Linked DNA regions of Mus musculus: region 2 is linked to region 1. Evidence: chromatin contacts called from public HiChIP or PLAC-seq data. All regions are on one chromosome and are shown on one strand. Each heading gives the region's core, a stretch centred on a gene start, on an enhancer-like site or on the middle of the called end of the contact. The rest is flanking DNA. Distances are from core to core; before and after follow the strand shown.

The links. HiChIP or PLAC-seq counts read pairs in DNA pulled down with a chosen protein or histone mark.
Region 2: an H3K27ac HiChIP or PLAC-seq map of stem cell-derived neural progenitor cells shows a contact between it and region 1, with 6 times the contacts expected there. The contact joins the enhancer-like site here to the promoter of 2610027F03Rik in region 1. A contact is called at or near these places in 2 of 39 promoter capture datasets (the SN4741 cell line and embryonic stem cells), 2 of 15 datasets of contacts at CTCF or cohesin (both in the NIH/3T3 cell line), 10 of 115 datasets of contacts at active chromatin or transcription factors (craniofacial prominence, embryonic fibroblasts, embryonic midbrain and 3 more) and 1 of 9 other capture datasets (embryonic stem cells).

The regions. Positions count from the first base shown.
Region 1 is chr1:120,681,082-120,688,144 of GRCm38.p6, reverse strand. 2610027F03Rik (a long non-coding RNA gene) reads right to left here and starts at 2,730. Exons shown (of 3, transcript XR_001779385.1): 1 at 1-2,730.
Region 2 is chr1:121,094,416-121,101,356 of GRCm38.p6, reverse strand. It overlaps Celrr (cerebellum expressed regulatory RNA), which reads right to left. Exons shown (of 3, transcript NR_110450.1): 2 at 2,270-2,318. Among named protein-coding and RNA genes, the nearest start is that of Celrr, 10 kb to the right of the region's middle. Within about 2 kb of position 4,631, at least 52 of the 459 cell types and tissues checked have an H3K27ac peak or open chromatin away from gene starts, as enhancers often do. A contact at or near this core is called in craniofacial prominence and stem cell-derived neural progenitor cells, where this site is marked.

The DNA of each region.
Region 1 (7,063 bases), core at 1,481-3,980:
GTGCATGCTGCCTCCTACCTAACTTGCCTTCACGCTGCACTCCAGCACCCCTCCCCCACCCCTCACCCTCTAGAAAATAGCTTTCTGAGGATTTGCTTAGTGGAAACATCCAGCGCCCTAGGAATTGGCTCCCTTGCTAGAAAAAGCAAAGATTTCCTCCTCTTAGGCTGCTGCGAGAGGCTGGCACCTGAGTTGTGGTAACTTCAAAGGCTGCACACATTTCAGCTCCAGAGACCAGAGAAGGCTGGGGGCTCCTCCCGCTGCCTCTGCCTGGACTCATACCAATTCCATGGCCACCTGCAGGAAGGGCTCTGTGCACATGATTTAAGAAGCCTAAAAATCTGAGTGTACAGCTGTATCTGGGGATAGGCATGGATGTCCAAAAGGTATAGTGTTTTCAGAATCCTTAAGACCAGCCTTGGGGCCCAGAAGTTGCTAGTCACCAAGCTAGATGACCTGAGTCTCCTGCCCTGAATCTGTACTGTAGAAGATAGATAGAGGCACAGGCAGGGAATGAAATCTACATTTGGAGAAGGTCTTGGGTTCCTGGCTTCAGTGGGTAATAGATATTTATGACTAAGAAGTCACCCCAAAAGAAGCTTTTACTAGAGCCATGGCACTCTCTGATCACAGGCTCTGCTGGCCTTTCTAAGATAACCTTTATGTTCACATTTTAAACATTCTATGGAGATGCTTTCCTTCCTTAAAAAGAAGAAGGGGAGAAAGCCTTGAAGGCAGCTGTTTCCTATATGCAGCTGGATTCTGCCACACAACTGTTTCGCCTTTAACAACTTTGTCAAGCTTAATTTGAGAGTAATCTGATTGCAGGTATCAGGTAGGAACAGGACGCTTCCAAGGACCCAGATCCCCACAGAGGGGTCAGTTCTAGTATCCAGGGTGGAAGGGAAGCATTGGTCAGAACGCAGGAAGCCAGAGGACCACAGACTGGCTGTAAAGCGCCAAGTTCACCCCCACGAGTCCACCATGGACTCCAGGAGATAATGCCTATGGGCAGAAGGAATGAGGTTTTCATTGCCAGGTCCCCAGTAACATAAAATCTCACAAACAACCTCCGTAAATCATGCCGTGACAGCTACCGGGCTTGTCCAACGTTAAACATAAGGGACTCTTCTTTTAAGTGGGGCTGCAGTCGCAGGCGGCACCATCTCCAGTCCTCAAACATCTGTAGTTCATCTTATCGTTTGAAGAAATATATGAGTTTCACTGTCTTTTTTTTTTCTTTTAAGCCTTTTGCAGCTTCTGCTCCTTGACTTGTTTGAACACCATCTGCTATGTATAAAATTGGGGGTGGGGGTACAGTGTGGAAAAAGAACATTTGAGAGATCTGTGGAGCGAGAGAAAAAGCAAACACTTCTGTGGGCATCAGAGGCCATCCACTTTCCTTTCTCAGCACCAGCCTCTTGTGGGTGTTGAACTTGGGGTGCTGCCCTGAGCTTAGGCTAGAGCGTGCTCTGGGTTTTGAGGAGTTTGCTTATTTTATTAGTGTGTATGTGCTCTATCTATGTGGAGTATGTATGTCTAGTTCCTGTGTATGCAGGTATATGAATGCAGAGGCCAGAAGGGACAACTACAGATCCTGTTCTATGACCCTGAACCAGAATATCTCACAGATCCAGGAGCTAAGCTGGCAGCCGGCCCCAGTGATCCTCATACCTCCATTCAGCACAAAACCAAGGTTACAGGCACCTACACAGCCTCACTCGGCTCTTTACATACATGCTGGGGATGGGAACACAGGTCCTCACTCTCACACAGCCAGTGGTCTTACGTCTGAGCCACGTCTGAAGTCCCCCATTCTGGGTTGGTCTGGTGCTGGTTAATTCCTTACTAATCAGCTTTGCAGAAACCATGGTGACAGTGAAAGTCCGGCACAGGTGATTCTCGGGTCCTTAAAGACATGGAAACCCACCTCGGGATTGGCTGAGCCCCTCCAAAGTGTCTAGAGATAGGAAAGAAGCTAAATCATGGCCCTTGGAACAAGCAGTAGAGAGGGATGACACTCATATAATAGAAAGGCTAGTGGAGGGAGCATATGTCATAGCATAAAGTCACCACAGGGTGGTACAAACTGCAGTGCACAGTCTCCCTAGGGCTGGTATCTCAGAGAAGCTGAGGGACAGAGCACCAGGCAACTGGGCTGGAAATAAGGGCAGCAGGGGGCCTCCCGGCTCCTTCTTCCAAAGCAGAGGTGTCTGAACTGAAGCAAGCAGTCTACAGGCGACAGATGTTTAAACACTTGACCCCTAAATTAATCACCACCTCTTTGTACCCTAGGCCATGCCTGGTCCAGTTGCCTCAGCCCTAACGTGGTCCAGGCAACATACATAGCTCAAATTCCAGGGACTCCCATTCTATTGGCCAGGAAATTAATTTAAATGATGTTTTTAATGGCCAGAGCGTCATTATGGATGAACTAAGCCAACAGTGAGGACAGAGATTTTACACTAACTCTGAAAGATTTTTGCTACAAGCAGCTGTTGATCAAAAAACTGTTCATAGAACTCAAAGGCCCCTCAGACAATTTTACCATCCCCTAGTGGGGATGGTAAAACAAATACTTAATAAAACTGATTAAAGGGTTGAGGAGCTGACATAATCAATACAGTTCTTGTCAAGCAAACATGAAGACTTGAGTTCTACCCACAGAACTTGTGTATAAAGACTGGACATGGTCCTAGACGCTTGAAATCTCAGCACATGGGAGATGAAGGCAGGTGGATCCCTGGGGGTGGGGGGGGGGGAGGGACGTGGGAGGCTTTCTAGCCAGCCAGCCTAGTCTACCTGATGAACTCCAGGCCAGTGAGATACTCTGCCTTAAAAAATATATACAAAAACGGTAGACTGTTCCTGAAGAATCAGTACCCAAAGTTGCCATCTGACCTTCATGTAGATGCACACATCTTCCCAGTGGTAAAACATGTACCTGAGGTGGATAAGACTTTACCCATTGAAAATATTTTTACTGATTAATAACCCTCGAAATTCTCATTATCTTCAGCAGTATTGATTTTATTATCACAATTGACAAGAAGATGGTGTGACTTTCTAACTGAATTCTTGGTGAATTCTCTTCTTTGATTTCTTCCACTAAACTCCTGGCTGGACCTGCATTAAAGGTTCATATCTGTCTTGAGCCATAATTCTTAGTTTTTTAAAATAGGTTTTATTTTTAAATAATATGTAGATGTGCATGTAAGTGAGTGTAGATGCCGTCGGAGACCCAAAGAAGCTGCCAACTGGAGCTGGTGTTTCAGGCAGTTGCAAGCCATCCAGTATTGGTGCTGGAAACTGAACTTGGGTCTTCTTAGCTGCTGAACTATCTCACCAGGTCCCCTGAGCTACAGTTTTTAAACATTTCTAATCCTTTGTCTCTGAAATGAAATATGAAGATGCCATTAGAACTCATGGGTTTGTTTGGTTGGTTTGGTTTGGGGATTGGAGATCTGATCCAGGACCCAGTGCATGCTAAACCGTTGCTCAACCACTGAACTGCATACCTACACTCTGCTTCTTAATGGCAGGCTGGCGCCTCAGGGTTCCGGCTGTGTGGGGCAATCCACTTGGGTCTGAGTTAAGCATGAGGCTTTGCCTACCATGGGAAAGAAAAGAGGTGCTAAACTGGTCCCGTTCATATTAGCAGAGAGCTGTCAGTGTCTCCCTGTCATGTGTCCCAGCATCCTTCCCATCAAATTTGCCAAGTAAGTGGAGAGACATTTCGGGCAACATTACAAATTTAACCAAGCATGCCCATGTCAGGGCTATATTTTGATGAGATAAAAGAAATTTTACCCCTGAAGGAAACAGGAGAAGAAGACCCTGTTAATCGCACTCTGTGTGTGTGTGTGTGTGTGTGTGTGTGTGTGTGTGTGTGTGTGTGTTTTGTGTGTGTGTATATGTGTGTGTGGGTGCGCATGTAAACTTGAAGGCTAAAGGTCAACTGCAGATGTCCTTTCTCTGAACCTATCCATCTTCCTTTCTGAGATGTGATTTCTCACTGTCTTGGAACTTCTCATTTTTGCTACACTGGTGGCCATTCCCCAGGGAATCCACCTTTCTCTATCTCTTCAAACTCTGAATCACGAGCCTGCTGCGTCACTCCTTGCTGCTCGTTTGCTTGCTTGTTTATTTTTCAGGTAGGTCCTGAGGAATGAACTTAGGTCCTCACCCTTGCACAGCAAGCACCTTACTGACTGAGCCATTTCCCCAGCTCTTAGTCACTCCTAAAAGCTGAGAAAATAAGCCACGTGTGGGGGTAAAGTAACTCTCTTTTAATCCCGGCACTCGGAAGACAGAGGCAGTCAGATCTCTGGGAGTTCAAGCTCAGCCTGCACTACACAGCAAGAAAAACAGAGAACTGAAATTACAGTTTGTAGTCAGTGTTTAGCCCGCAGAGCAGGGGCAGAGGCTGGTCGTGGTGCGTCTGCAGAAGCGTAGCTTCCTCCCCTCCCCCCCCCCCCCACCTGCCTGCCAACTGTTTCCTCTGAGACGGTGGTCAGGATCTGCCTGTGAGCTTTAATGCACAAGACTCCACATCTGGGCCTCCACACCACCTCTCTGACAACTGCAGATGTCTGAAGATGAAGTGCCTCCTGCTTGAGGAACTGTGCAACGAGGAGCCCCAAAAGGGAGTCCTGGACACTGTTTAAAAAGGCATCTGTCTTGAAGCAATTTCAGCGTCTCAGTCACCTGTTTACAAGTCTTGCTGGATGGGTTTTGAGGAATTTGGACTATTTTGAGGGACTCGGTTTTTTATATCCATTTATTTTGTTTATATGTGTGTGCATGAGTGTATGTGTCTATAGAGACCAGAGGCCTATGCCGGTGTCTTCTTTTATCTTTCTCCTCCACCTATTGGGATGGAGGCAGGGTTTCTCACTGAAGCTGAAGCTCAACCATCCAGACACAATAGCTGGCTAACAAGGACCAGCATCTTCCTGTCTCTGCCTCCCCAGCTCCAGTCTTTGCAGGGACATGATGCCTGGATTTCTTTGTGTGCTTGCTGGGGAATCTGAACTGCTAGTGGGAGCAAGCACTGTATTAAGTGAACCATCTCCCGAGCCCTATATTCATTGATTTTAATCATTCAAATCTCCCAGCTTTACCTTGGTTTTGTTCCTCTGCCTGAGCTGAAATGACCTGTCCCAACCTCCTAAAACTTTACTATCTTTTTAGATCAAGCACAGGGCAGAGGAGTCTGTAGGTCAAGACCGGAGCAGGAAGAGAGGTAGAATCGACTGTGTCTCCTGTGCTTGGGTTAAGTCAAGATTCATGGGTGAAGACACAGCAGAGGCTCCTGGGCCAGACTCCCTCTGATCTCATAACTCACCAGACTGTCAGCTTCTTACAACAGCAGTGCTCCTGGCTGCTTGCTGGGACTTTGGAGGGAGTCTGAGACTGAGACCACCCTTTAGAAGGCCATTCTCACCCAGCCTGGTGCAGACTAATGTTATGCTTGGGTCATGTAACTTCACTCTCAGGGAAAAATCAAGAATGGTGTTAAGTCGTAAATCACTCCACTCTGGAATGGATTTGAGCCAGAACGATCAGTCTGAGCATTCCTGCCTTGCTTGACCATGGTAAAGAGATTATGGTATGTAAGATTCGGCTAAACATAGCTTGTTTCCATTTCCTACTGTCCTGGTTGCCCGTCTCGCTATGAAAGGTTGAGACCTAGGAGGGGGAAAGTCATCCTCACTATGGATTGATTCTCACCCCAGGACATCCTATTCAGAGTTCATCCTTATAAGGCCATTGCGGGAGAGACTTGTGGGTCCATCAGAGAGATATTCATAAAGCTGGCGTTAGGATGGCTTCAACTGGCCTGTCTCACAAATCAGCAAGAACAGAAGGTACCAAACAACAGAAGCTTGCCTGTGAGGTCCCAACTCAGCAAAATTTGCTCACTCCTGCACCACGCACCAGTTCACATGGTGGAAACTGACTTCCCTTTTCCCTGATGTTAATGGAGTTCCCAGTTATAATGAAACAATCTTAGCAGATCTGCTTGCCCTGAGGTAAGCAGTTCCTGATATCCATATGGAAGCTTCTCCAGATGCTTAGTTTAGTTTAGTTTCCTAAAGATTCACTCCTACAGTCTGAATACTCATGATTAAAGAAGGAGAACAATGTGTGAGGAGGAGAGACGGCGCAACAAGTAAAGATGGCTGCCTCCAAGCCCAACTGCAAGTCGGATTTCAGGGACTTTGTATGTTAGAAGAAGAGAATTATTTCCTGCAAGATGTCCTCTGACCTCCACTCATGTGCATATACAAGCTCTCTGACCCCAATACACATGCACTCACACAAAACTAAAGTGCAATAGGGTTGAGCCTGCATCCTGGATAAGTGGGTGAAAACACCTGCCTCCAAACCTGGTCACATGTGTTTGATCCCTAGACACAACAGGTACAGGGAGAGAACTGAGTCCTCTTGCTTGTCCTCTGGTCTCCACATATATATATATTGTGGCCCAGGGGGACACAAAAGCACTAAATAAATAAATAAATAAATAAATAAATAAATAAATAAATAAAGTTAAAACATTAAAATCCTGGGCTGCTGAGATAGCTCATTCCAAAGAAGAAAACAAACAAACAATAACAGGTGTAGTGGTGTGTGCTTGTTCTCTCAGCATTACAGAGGCAGAGACAAACAGAATCCTGGAACCCACTGGCCAGCCAGCCTAGCCTACCTTGCCAGTTTCAGACCAGTGAGAAACCCTGTCTCAGAAAGAAAACCAAGTAGACAACACTGGAAAAATGTTGTCCAAGGTTGTCCCTTGACAATCTCTTGTGCACACACACACACACACATCTGAACATGAACCCACAGGCACACATGCATATACCTAGACACAAGTACAAAGACCTACATTTGTGTTATCCACTTGATGTCATACATCCCCCAGTCTATGGAAAGCAGTTGACCTGGAGAAACACACAGGATCAACTCCATTATCATCAAGCATAGGGAAGGAATCCTTTTGCTTTCTGGAATGTAAGTCTGAAACACACAGAATAAAGTGCTTCCCTGGACAAACACA
Region 2 (6,941 bases), core at 3,382-5,881, 410 kb before region 1:
AAATAAATTAGTAATTTTCCTCAAGTTCACGAGGAGACTCTACAATGGGGTACATGGTGAAGAGAGTTTTCTCATTAGTTGCAGGGAAAACAAAATTTAAGTAGTAGTGATAATAGTAAGGTCTAACCAGGCAGCTTAATGGGTAAAGGTACTTGAAAAATAAATCTGCTGACCTGTGTTTAATTCTCAGATCTCACAATGGAAGGAGAGGTCAGAGTCCCAGAAGGTGTCCTTAGATCTCTACACATGCCCCATGTCACACATGCACCATGTCACATATGCACCCACCCTCACACACACCTTGAGTCCATACTCCCAATGATAAATAAAGAAAAATTGAAAAATACAAGTCTGGCGAAATGGCTCAATGGATAGGAATATTTGCTGTCAAACCTGATAATTTGAGTTTGATTTGAGGTACTCAAGTGGGAGAGGAAAAGAAGAGACTGCCCCAAGCTAACCTCTGACCTTCACGCATGGCACTGGTATGCCCATACACTTCACCCTTGGCAAGTGAATAAAATATAACTGAAAAGTAATGAAAAGAGCGTGTGTGTGTGTGTGTGTGTGTGTGTGTGTGTGTGTGTGTGTATGCCTGCAGGTAAGAACTTGTGAGCAAAACATTGAGAGACAGAAACAGGAAGTTAAAGATGACTTAAGGAAACTTTTCTTCTGTGGGATAGCTTTTAAACCACACCTACAACTAGTATAGAAATAGGAATAAGATTGAGACAGGAAAACATGAAATGGTAGCATTAGAGACAAAAAGTGGAGAATACTTAGGCCCTAAACAAATAACACAAAAGCTTATTTATTTGTTTTGACTCAGACGAAGAATAATTCACAGAAGACCTGAATTATTATTCTTGAGATAATGGCCTAGAAACCCACTGCTCGGCTTTGTGATATATCACAGACACAGGCTGACATCTTGTATAGTTCACTGGCATTGTGTAAGTAATACTGTAGATCTGTGGTGGAGAATCTGGGCTTCCATGGAGCTTGGGGAGTGTGAACTCTGAAGCCCACATAGCATAGATGACTCAAGCACTCTTTATTTCCTGGTCCCCAGGCTCCTCTGTACCAAGAAAATAACACTGTTAATCGTCTGGACTTGGGCTGGGAATGTCCAGTACCTTTGCTCACAGTGCGACACCTCAACTGGTGCCTTTTCTCTCCCTTGCTGTGCGGAAGCACTCATCAGGGATATGTGGGCTATGGAGATGGCTCAGCCAGTGAAGTGGTTTCTTCACAAGCATGCAGATCTGTATCACCCATGTGAAAAGCCAAGCTTGGGAGAGCTAATCCCAGCATTGCATAGACATAGGAGGATCTCTGGGGCATGCCGGAGCAGCTAATCTTAACCAGTCCAACCAATGGGTGAGTTCCTGACCCTGTCTCCAAATAAAATAAGGCAGAGAAATAACAGAGAAGACACTGAAGTCCAACCTCTGGTTTCTATGTGAGCATGCACCACACGCATGCACACACACACACACACACACACACACACACACACACACACACACATTAACGTAAGAGGGTTGAAAGAGAACACATGGCCACTGCCACCTAAGCTATTAGCAGCATCCTTAGCTGTCAGCTAAGGCTTGTGCTTGAACACAAGCCGGAATGATCAAAGTTTGCTTTATTGGTCAATCAACAGACTTCATGCTATCTATATGGAAAACCTAGAAAGCAATGTGATGTTCAGTGTTGAAGCCATTAAAGGGACACTACGGTAATAAAGTGAAAATACATGTAGTGTCTTGATTCTTAGATAATACACGGGTCAATTCATTGGTGGTATTTTACTGGATGTTTGTGAGTCTCTGTAACTTGGGGAGATGATGAAGATCATCACCCCTCTGACCAGAGACAATACAAGTGCTCAGTGTCCAGACAGACCATGCACAGAGGGTTATACGGAAGGTTACAGGTAAAAGGCAGGAAGCCCGGCACCGAGTGAACACTTGATCAAGGCCAGAAACAACGAAACAGTTGAACAGGCAAACAGAATCCTTCCACCTTTGAAAGGGCCTGAAACCCTCTGCTCTCAGTGACTCTTGGCTGTCAGCCCTGGCCATATAATTAATCACAGTACAGTGAGCTCTCGATTATCTGCACTAGTGAAGGGCAGAGGCGTGGATAATACAAAACAAGGGACAATCTAAAAGTCATTTATATCTTTGGCTTTGGAATGAAGTCAGAGAAGCACACATGCATGTTTGCACACACACAGACCCTTCTCATTATGACTGCTATTTACCGGCCCAGGCTTCCTGATCGTGGTCTCCGTGGACGGCTTCTGGAGGAATCTGCATTGACAAAGGTGGTGCATTAGATATCAAAATGTTTTAAAAATGTAATAGACATTTGATTGGCCAAGTGGTGTATTGTGTGAGAGATGGCTATGAAAGCAGAGGGAATCATGTTCAAAGCCCCAGCAGGTACATCAAAGCCAGACATAGGCACACCTGACTGCAAAGCAGGCGTTTCGGGGAGGATCTCCAGGACCTCGGGTCAGAACACCAAACTAAAACAACGGTGAGCTTCAGGCTCAGTGAGAAATCCTGCCTCCCAACATGAGGTTAAAGAGAGATAGAAGACATCTGACACCCCCTTCTGCCCTCCATGTGCATGAGCACACCCGAATGCGCGTGTGTGCACATAACACACAGTGTAACAGACAATACTTTAAATACAGACTATATTATCATCAGTGCTTTAACAGTATTGTGGGAAGTAGAGGGAGGAGGATCAGAAATCCACAGTCAACCCTTGGCTGCATATCAAATTGGAGGCCAACCTGGGCTACATTTCTGTAGTCACCAGTATATAGGGGCCCCACACAGATTCTGCCCTATGACTCTCTAGCTTGTCATCTACTTGCTTATTTATGTACTTATTTTTGTTGTGTCTTGTTTTGTGTTTTTAGTGAGCATGTCTGTTAGTGTACTAGGAGGCCAATAGATCTGCATGTCTTAAAGATGGCTCTTATTGATTGGTAACTGCCAGCAGGCTTCGAATGCTTGGTTCTTCTCTTTCTGTTTCTTCCTTCCTTTCTCTGTCCCTTTCTCCTTTCCTTCCTGTCTCTGTGCCCCCGACCCCCGTACTTTCTCTCCCTGCCTTCTTTCTGTTCCTTCCCTCCTATCCTTCTTTCGTTTCTCTTTTCCCGCTCTTTCCCTTCCTTCCTTTCTTCCTCCTACCTTTTGACAGTTCTTTTTCTCTTTGTTGTCCCATAGCCTCATCCCTACTCCCAGCATCTCTGCTGTGAGAACCTATCAAGATTTCCCTAGCTCAACTCTTTAGCAGAAAATCCATCTCCAGGGCCCTAGTCCATGGTCCGGAAGAAGAAGATCAGAAGGAAGTTGTACCCGTTTATTTGAGGCACCCTGGAAATTGGATGCAAGTCCCTGGGTCATGGGGCTTCCTTCCTATCCTCTAGATCACTAAATACTTAGCACTGGGGCAAGAGAAGGCAGGGGAGGGAAGGAGGGGTAGGTAGGAAGCCCATGGCTGTGTCTGCTTGTGTTTGCCTCCTACAATGGGAGGATAGGGATAGAAAAGACCCAGGCGCGACATAAATATTTCCTATTATGGAAAAACTGAAGCCACAATGGAATCCGTCATGCTTGTGATATGAGAGACGGACAATATTTCGGGGCTGCCGCCACGTCGGCACCTGAATGGAGTTTATATTTTGTTTATGGAGCTCAATCCGAAGCCTTTTTATTTATTTATTTATTTGGCCCAGCCTGTGTAATTCTTCATGGGAGCTCGAAATGGCTGCGGGAGCAGCTCAATATTCCATTTATTTTATTTATAAAAGAAATTCAAAGGCTGAAAAGATGAAGTAATTGACTTACCGGGATGACAGTTAAACCCACTAAATTTAATCTTATCCTCTCAAGTACAACATATCGCGCTTACAAATTATCGCTAGGCACCAGGCAGCCCGGCGTTCCTCACCTAATGCAAATGGAATGGAGGCCGCTGTTATTGTATTATCTGACTTTACTATCGGCATTAATCCGGCTTAGCTCACTTAATGATGCCACTTGTGGCTCGGCAAAGGCTGCAGAGAAGTCTATAAACTACTTCCATTAAAATGCAAATCGGGCCCGCCGAGAAAATAAGTGACAGAAAAAAAAAAAAAAAAAGTAGGAGACTTGGGCCCTGCGAGCTGGGCCCCCACAGCCCGCGTGATCCCAGGTGATAGCCTAACCTCGATTATCTGCGCGGGGGCCCAGAAAGGGAGCCAGCCCCGCACGCAGCAGCCCCACAAAAAAACTGCTCCAACAAGCCAGGCTATTTAATTTCTGGAGAGATTTCTATTTCTTTTTGTTGTTAGGAAATGAACAAATACTTATCAATGTAAAAACTGCTATCTCCCATCTCCCTGCCAGGTTTTTCATACTGATATTATTTGCGCCGCATAACACAGGAAATGAAAATCTTCTCCATTCAGTCTCCACTGTATCTCCAAATCCTCTGCGAACAGTCTGGCTGCCTCCTCCCCTCCTCCCTCCACACCCCCCCCCCCCCAGCCCCCCTAGCTCTCTTCCTGGTAAACAGAAAGGAAAACTTCAGTGAGCTAAGGAAAGAGACAAGGCTCACAATTCTCCAACCAGACCGGAACTCGTGGGTTTCTGGGAGACAGTTTCTCTGTGCTGTTGAGGATGAGCTGGGGCGAGTGGAAGCCAGAGCCGGCTGGGAGCTCAGTGCTAACATCTGTTTTACTTAAGGGGCCTGATTTCCTTTTAGGAGGGAAGGGCTGTATTCCCTTTCAGTGTGAAGCATCCTGGGCCCTGGGGCTTATATTGATTCTGAACAAGGCCTAATAAAAGTAAGAGGGTGATCTCCCTTCCTATTTCAATTCCTTAGCTCCAACAGTTTTTCTTCAGTTCTTCGGGTGACACTAGGGGATTCTAGTATCTCTCTTTGACACTGGTGGGACCTCGAGCCCTTTTCCTGTGGGTGGCCTAGGAAACGGAAGGATAGATAGCATCCTGCCATGCCCTCTGTGGTCAGGGTTTCAAATCCCATGAGGATTTCTGACACTCACTGAAGGATCGATGCTAGTTTTTAAATACTACAGTACCTTTTATGGTAACAATATTACAACAAAAACATTTTATCCTGCCAGGGGTATCCAGTTAAAGTTGACTTGGGGCCTGTCATTGGTGAACTCCTTGCTTCAACCTCAGCATTTTCTACCACGGAGGAGAAAGCTATGTGCTCTCAAAAGGCATGGTGCTGTCTACCCAGGGCCGAGATAATGAGAGCTTCCTTCTTAGCCTTAAGTACTCTTTTGGGGCTCAAGGGAAAGATGACTAAAGTTGGAGAGAAGAGAGACCCTGTGTTGAAGAAGCTGGGATGAAGAATGACTTTAATGGTGGGGCCTGCCCACAGGGCCATGGGTCTGTACAGGCCTCTATGTGACTGCAATGCCTTGGCTGCATGGCTCAACAAGGCTCAACACCCCTGAGAGTTCCAAGTCCTTTACCTTTCTCTTTAGAGAGGCCTTTGTCCTTCCCGTTTTCTTAGAGACTGTGCATACCGTAGTCTAGGCTGTACAGTACACGGTAGTGTTTCTGCAGCTTCATGAAGAAGCACGACTCCACCTTGGAGCCCGCTTCAGTACAGGTGGGCTTCCTTTATTCTCTTAGGGACAGTTTCTTAGGTAAAACTGGATCTTTGGCTTCCAGAAAAGCATTTCAGAACGAGCCATTATAAAGTTGGATAAGAGCTTATTAAAAATAGGAAGATGGGGTCCAATGAAAGACCAAAGCCAACCTTGGAGCATGGGTGTGGGATTCTCAATGAGAGAGGCACAGCTTATTTTAAAAGAGAACAAAACAGAAACACATGTTTTAAGCACAAGGGTTAAGGGAAAGAATAAGGCACATCCAAGTGTGGTACAGGATTCTCAAAGGAGAGTCACAATGAAGTGCCTTAGGGTTAGGCACATTTGCATGACCTTCAGACGATGTGTCAAATGGGCTGCTAAGAAACACCTGTCCTTCTTGCCTTTTCTCTCTTTGAAAGTGAGAGTATAGGGAGGTACCTTGGGTGAGGTATCTATCAGTCTGATAAAACCAAGAGCCACAAGGGTTGCAGAAGGGGTTTCTAATAAGATTTCTAGAAAGTTATAGATCTATAACTGGGAAAGGAGAAAGGCTTTAAGAAAATGTTGTTAATTGTTAGAACTGTTGATTCTCAGCTGGTAGAGGCTTCAATCAGATTCTCAGGTAAATGACCCCTTTCTCTTCCCATCTGCTCATGGTTTTTATCTTATTACATATAGGATGTGTTCCATATGAGATTGTAGAAGGGCAGGTAAGATGGCCTAGCAGGTAAAGATACTTGCCACCAAGTCTGACAATTTGAGTTCAATCCTGGGGATACACATGGTGGAAGGAGAGGATCAACATCCAAAAGTCATCCTCTGGCTTCCGCATGGGTGTCATAGCACACGTGTGCATGCACACATACACACACACACACACACACACACACACGTGAACATGCTTGAATGCACATACATGCACACATATATGCAAATCTCTGTGAGGCATAATATACATACATGTATCTATGTATAACATAGATATCTGTACATGTATACATAATATTTTATACACACATATACACACACACATATATATATATATGTATATATATATTCATACATAGAGAAGAAGAGTTTGCTAAGTGACTACAAGAGTGGCAACTATAGTTTGAATCTCTGCTACTATACACTTATTTAAACTCGATCACAAGTATGATTATATTAGAAGATGAACTGTTTAGGAACGATTAGTTTATGAGAATGGATTTTGCAGGTTGTGGTGGCATGAACCTTCGGGATTTGCTTAAGGAGGCAGAGGCAAGAAGATCACGCGGATGGAGCCCTGGTGAGTGGAATCCCAACCTTT